2 separate regions of the Mus musculus genome follow, and region 1 is linked to region 2. A link is a contact called in public Hi-C data. All regions are on one chromosome and are shown on one strand. The core of a region is the stretch at or near the end of the contact, and the rest is flanking DNA. Distances in the headings are between cores, read along the strand shown. Region 1 has its middle 52 kb from the start of Szt2. Region 2 holds the start of Ptprf (protein tyrosine phosphatase, receptor type, F).

Region 1 (2,700 bases), core at 187-2,686, 66 kb before region 2:
AATGGGGCCAGAAGAGGGCATCGGATCTCCTGGATCTAGCTGCCCTATAGGTGCTGTGAACTGAGACTTGGGTTCTGTGGAAGAACAGGCAGTTCCAGTGGGGTTGTCTCCCGCACTCTTTAAATTCCTAATAGCAATGATATAGTGCTTTCTGAAAGGTATATTTATAAGGATCGTGTACACCTCTGATCCCAAATACTGAGGAGACTGAGACAGGGTCACTGTGGGTTTAAGGCCAGCCTGAGGAATGTAGGAAGACCTTGTCTGAGAAAAAGAAAGGAAGCTGGGTGATGGTGGCACAAGCCTTTAATCCCAGCACCTCCAAGGTAGACAGATATCTGTGATTCGAGGCCAGCCTGGTCTACAGAACTAGTTCTAGGACAGCCAAGGCTAAACAGAGGAACCCTCTTTCAGAAACCCAAACCAACCAAACAAGAAAAGAAAAGAAAAAGAAGTTTTATGAGGCTGAGCTCTACCCTCGAGTTTTAGCGCTCAGCCATTAACTAACTATTCACAGGTCATTGCTATCATAATGAAGCCAGTCTACTTGCTGAGCGCTGCAGATGCCCCCAGCCAGCTTCCACTGCTCTGCTCAGCTCCAGCTCAGGACATCCAGCTCAGGACCAGGCTCATCCCATCCTCAAGCCTCGAGCTTAGAGGTTCCACCCCTGCGGCTCAGCCTCAGACCCACCAGCTCACTGGTGCATCACCTGATTTCTTGCCCGTTTGCCGTTGAATTTTCTCTTGGACCTTTGGCTTGTTTGGCACATGTCTCTCGGCTAGAGTCCGATCAGGTTGTGGCCTCTTAACTAAGTTTAGCTTGTTAATCAATCAGCAGGTTTACAATCCAGAGTGACACCCAAGGGAAGACATCTTTATTAGCTCTTTGCTGTAAATCTCACTTGTACCAAGGTAATTGTAATTAAATCCTAGTCGCATCTCCACCTCCTGAGTTCTGAATCAGGAACTAAATGTTCTAACCCACAGTGAGCCACACCCTCTCCATATTCCTTTATGGCAGCAGAGAGAGTTTTATGAACTAGGTGGACATGACTCGCAATTCCTCTTGACTCCCTTATGGCTTTCAATAAAATATGGAGCACAGTGTCCATGAAAACAATTCTCCCCCCTTTTTCCATGCTAGGATTAGAACCCAGGTCCCTGTACATGGAACACGTGATTTTTCACCAAACTACACCCCAGCCTACAAAGTATTTTCTTCATTCATAACTTGATCATCTATAGTTTCTAGCACTTTCTGTCCCAGGCATCATACTAAATTATTATGCCAAGTTTTAACTTTTGCCCAGAGAATTTGCATAGGAGTAATGTTTCATTGTGGGATCAACAACCTGGATTAGCTAATGGATGAGAGCTAAAGTTCAAGGCAGAGTCCAGAGTCTCATCTGGTCATGTGATAGCATCCATCTGTGCAGTGTTGAAACCTTCTGCAGTCCTGTGTACAACACAAGTGAACCCTCAGTGAGATCCATCTGATACATTCCAGGTCGGCAAAAATGAAAGTCCATGGCAGATAGCCGATAGGATTTAGAACAACTGGCAAGCTTCCCCAATGCCAGTGCGAACGGAAATCACTCTAACCGCTTTGGAAAACAATTTGGCATGATCTCTAAAAGCTGATACGCCCTGGATCCAGCAGTTCCTCATTCAGGTGTATTCCCTGAAGAAACATTTGCACAAGTGTGGCAGGAATAAGCCTCGTGATATTCATAACCACATAGCTTACCCAGCAAAAGGCTAACATGGGCCAAACATCCACAGACACACACGGATGAGTGGTAGTACCATTACCGTGTCCCACAGAGAGGGAAAGGCAAAGCTGGTAGCTCAGGCTCAAAATTGAGTTTCCTCTCGTACTGGAGCAAGTAAAGTTTGGCTCAAAGTGAAAACATTAAGGTGATGGTATTTAAAAATCTCAGAAACATCATTTTGAGAGAAATATGTATGGCATGGCGTGCTTCCAGTTTTATTTTGTCAAAGATTTTTGTCTGATTTATATGCATGTGTCAGCAGGTAGGTGTGCACTTGAGTGTGGGTGCCTGTACTGTTAAGACTCGCTGGAACAGGACATGGATACTGGGAACGAATCTCTTCTGTGGTGGGATCCTGGGGTTGAACTTAGGTCCAGGCTTGTGCAGCAAGCCTCTTACCCACTAAGCCTTGTCACCAGCCCTGTTTCCACTTATACAAAGGCAGAGAAGCCACCACCACATGAGGAGATACAAACATCTCTGGGTTTTGTTTGGTTTCCGAGACAGGGTTTCTCTGTATAGCCCTGGCTATCCTGGAACTCACTCTGTAGACCAGGCTGGCCTCAAACTAAGAAATCTGCCTGCCTCTGCCTCCCAAGTGCTGGAATTAAAGACCTGTGCCACCACTTCCTGGCTAACATCTCTGTTTTTAAAAAATGTGAATAGCAATCACAAAGCATGATTGTGTCTGGAGGGGAGAGAAAAAGATGGTACTGGAGACCTGGGAAGTCACCGACATCCCTTCCCTTAAACTGGGTGGGGACAGCCATGTATGCTAATTATGTCTCGCTTCTTTATCGCTTACATATGTTTTGTAGGCACCAATTTTGTGTATCAGTTTCATATTTAATAAAAACAGAACTTTAAGACCTTCTGTGCGCATGCCTACCACCTGCTAGCATATTCTGTGCTAACATTTCATCATCTC
Region 2 (2,700 bases), core at 24-2,523:
TAAATCTTCAAGCAGGTTATTGGTTTAGTCCCTAGCACTGCACACACTGGACACGGTGGCACGTGCATTTGAATTTGACATGAGGTCAGTGAAGTTCAAATGCAAGTGGATGGTTTCAGGGTGGTGTGGCTGTGGACAAGGAGTCTGGAATTCAATGCTAAGGCGTATACTGAACAGATCTTGAGACCGGGGATCATTCATATCTGCTAGAATTAGTGTAGATGTTGGGATATTGGTTAGCCTCTGGGTGGGGTTGACCTCAGATCAGAGCACAGGGGAAGAGCGGTGTAGAGATAAAGGTCCGTGTGGAGTTTCTGTAAAGCCAGTCCCATCTCAGGTTGCACAATTATTAGAGTTGGATCAGATTATTATACTAAAAGATCACCAAGATGGGAGAGGTATTGAGATCAGTGTCTGTATTAGGGTGTGTTCCCCAACTCCTCTGGTGACCCAGTTCCAATTTTTCTATTGGAATTGAGAGTTTCAGCGTTGGAGTGTTCAGCAATCAAGAGCAGAGGACTTGGGTCTGGTTCCCGGCACCCACACTGGGTTCCTCACACCCTCCTGTAACACCACACGGTGAATATGCATATACAAGCACACACACACACTGGCGTACACACACAAATACATATATAAATAAAAATCTTCTTTAAAAATCAAGAATCCCAGCAGGGAAATGTTCTTGTCTGGGATAGAAATAAAGCAGAGACTAGAACACATGAAAGCACTGGGCTCCGGTGTGAGGCAGCTGCCTTAGCATAGTATTTTCTTCTGTATAAGGGTCTCAATATCTATACCGGACTCCATTCAGACCAAGGGTTGGGGCTGCTATCAATATCAAACTTAGGCCAGGTAGAAGAAATGAAGCCATTTAGTGTTCGAATCTGTAATTGGAGTCCATACACTATAGGCGTTCAGTTAAAAAAAAAATTACTACTTTTTCTGATTGCTAGGCAAATTTTAGGGTCTGGACTCAACATTAGGTTTAAAGGTGGTTCTGGGTTGGATTGGCGGCAGGGGACCCTAGAGAAGTATTACGTACATGTGAGGATTTGGGAGGGTCTGGACTTTTGTGTCTAAGTTTGGTTCTATCCACGCTCGTTCCTGAGGTTTAAGCTCAATTTTGATGTTCCAGGCGGTTTAGACTTGGGGTTGGTCTGCAGCCTCGTTGGGCCTACAGCTCCACTCCTCTACAAGCGAGAGTGCACGAGGGGAGGGGCGGCGCCGGGGACGCGCACGGCAGGGGCAGGGACGCGGGCGCGGGCGGGCGGGCGCGCGCGGCTGGAGCTGGCGCGGGAGCGGTGGCGGCGGCGGCGGCAGAGGCGGCGGCTCCGGCTCCAGCTCCGGCTCCGGCTCCGGCTCCTGCTCGGGCGGCGGTGGAGGTGGCGGTGGCGGGAGCGGGCGACGGCGGCGGCAGCGGCGGACTGAGAACGGCGGCCTCAGCGGCTCGAGGGGGGACATGCAGACCGACGGCCCCCGGAGAGGCGGTGAGTGACCCCCCGAGCCCCCTTCGGGCCCCTCGATGCGCGGCCCTTCCGCGCCATCCCCACCCTGCCCCCGCGTCCGTGGAGCTGAGCCGGGGGCGGGCCCGGGGGCGCCCGGAGGCCGGGCCGCGCCCCCACCTGCCGCGCCCGCGATCTCGTCCGAGCCCCCGCCGCACCTGAGCCGCAGCCCGCACCCCCCGTGCAAAGTTTCCCCGCGCCGGTGGGCGCCCGGTTCCCCATCCGCCGCGGTCGCGCTCCGGGGGCGGCCTTCAGCCTCCCCCGCCGGCCCCGGGCGGGTCCAGGCCGCCTCCCCCGTCCCACGGCGCCCCCTCCCCGCCGGCGGAAGAGCCGCAGCCGACGCCGGGTCTCGCGGGCAACCGGGCGCACGTGCGGCCCCGGGACGAGCGGGGCGTGAGTTGCGAGCCCCCCTTCCCTGGTCTCCGTACGGAGCGCGGCCCGGGGAGGGGCCGGCCGGGCGGTCCCAACCCCCACCTCGAGCGGCGCCCTCGAGGCCCCAGAGCGGCTCGTCCCGGGAGGACGGGTGCGCTCGGACCCGCTCCGAAAGTTCACTCAGTCGCCTCCCGGCGTCCCGCCCCGTCCCGTCCCGTTCGGGTGTGCCTGGTCCCCAGTCTCTGCGCCCGGGTTTTCGTCTCGGCGCCTTTCTCGGTTTCCCTAGGTGTCTCCGGCTCCCTGTGTCGCTCACTGCCTCCCGATCTTCCTCCCTGCGGTCTCAGCTTGTCCAGCCGTGGGTTTCTCTCCCTTTCCAGTCTCTGTTTCTCTCCCCGAGTATCGGGTTCTTTCTCCCTGGTCTTCCTGTCCTCTTTCCCCAGGTCTCCGTGTTCCCTTTCTTCAGGTCTCCCTGTTCCCTCTCCCAGGTTTCCATGTTCCCTCTCCCCGAGTCTCCGTGTTCCTTCTCCCCGGGTCTCCCTGTTCCCTCTCCCCGGGCCTCTGTGCCTCCATGTCTCTGTAGCTCCCTCCTTAGGTGTCTCTCTGCTTGGTGTCTCTGAATCCCCCTCTGTCAGGCCCCCTCCCCCACGTCTCCGGAATGCGGCCCCTCTGGTTCTTCTTACCCCGGGAGGGGGAGGGGCTAGCCCTTCTCCCCATTTCTCCCCCTCCCTCTGCAGGGCCCCTGAGTTGGAGCAGGTGGGGTGGGAGCTCTACCTGCCAGTAGCTGTGGAATGGGAGGGAGGACCACCCTGAGAGCAGCCAGGGC

What was found. A called contact is a pair of places that touch in the nucleus more often than the background predicts.
Region 1: a contact with region 2 is called in a Hi-C map of liver, with 1.8 times the contacts expected there. The contact joins the enhancer-like site here to the promoter of Ptprf in region 2. A contact is called at or near these places in 6 of 39 promoter capture datasets (the 3T3-L1 cell line, 3T3-L1-derived adipocytes, the HPC-7 cell line and 1 more), 2 of 15 datasets of contacts at CTCF or cohesin (CD8 T cells and the NIH/3T3 cell line), 17 of 484 Hi-C or Micro-C datasets (the C2C12 cell line, the N1E-115 cell line, cortical neurons and 13 more), 6 of 115 datasets of contacts at active chromatin or transcription factors (the HPC-7 cell line, double positive thymocytes, embryonic stem cells and 2 more) and 2 of 9 other capture datasets (adipose tissue and pancreatic islet).

What each region holds. Positions count from the first base shown.
Region 1 is chr4:118,355,692-118,358,391 of GRCm38.p6, reverse strand. No RefSeq gene overlaps it. Among named protein-coding and RNA genes, the nearest start is that of Szt2, 52 kb to the left of the region's middle. Within about 2 kb of position 1,436, at least 11 of the 459 cell types and tissues checked have an H3K27ac peak or open chromatin away from gene starts, as enhancers often do. A contact at or near this core is called in intestinal crypt epithelium and liver, where this site is marked.
Region 2 is chr4:118,289,970-118,292,669 of GRCm38.p6, reverse strand. It overlaps Ptprf (protein tyrosine phosphatase, receptor type, F), which reads left to right and starts at 1,273. Exons shown (of 33, transcript NM_011213.2): 1 at 1,273-1,490.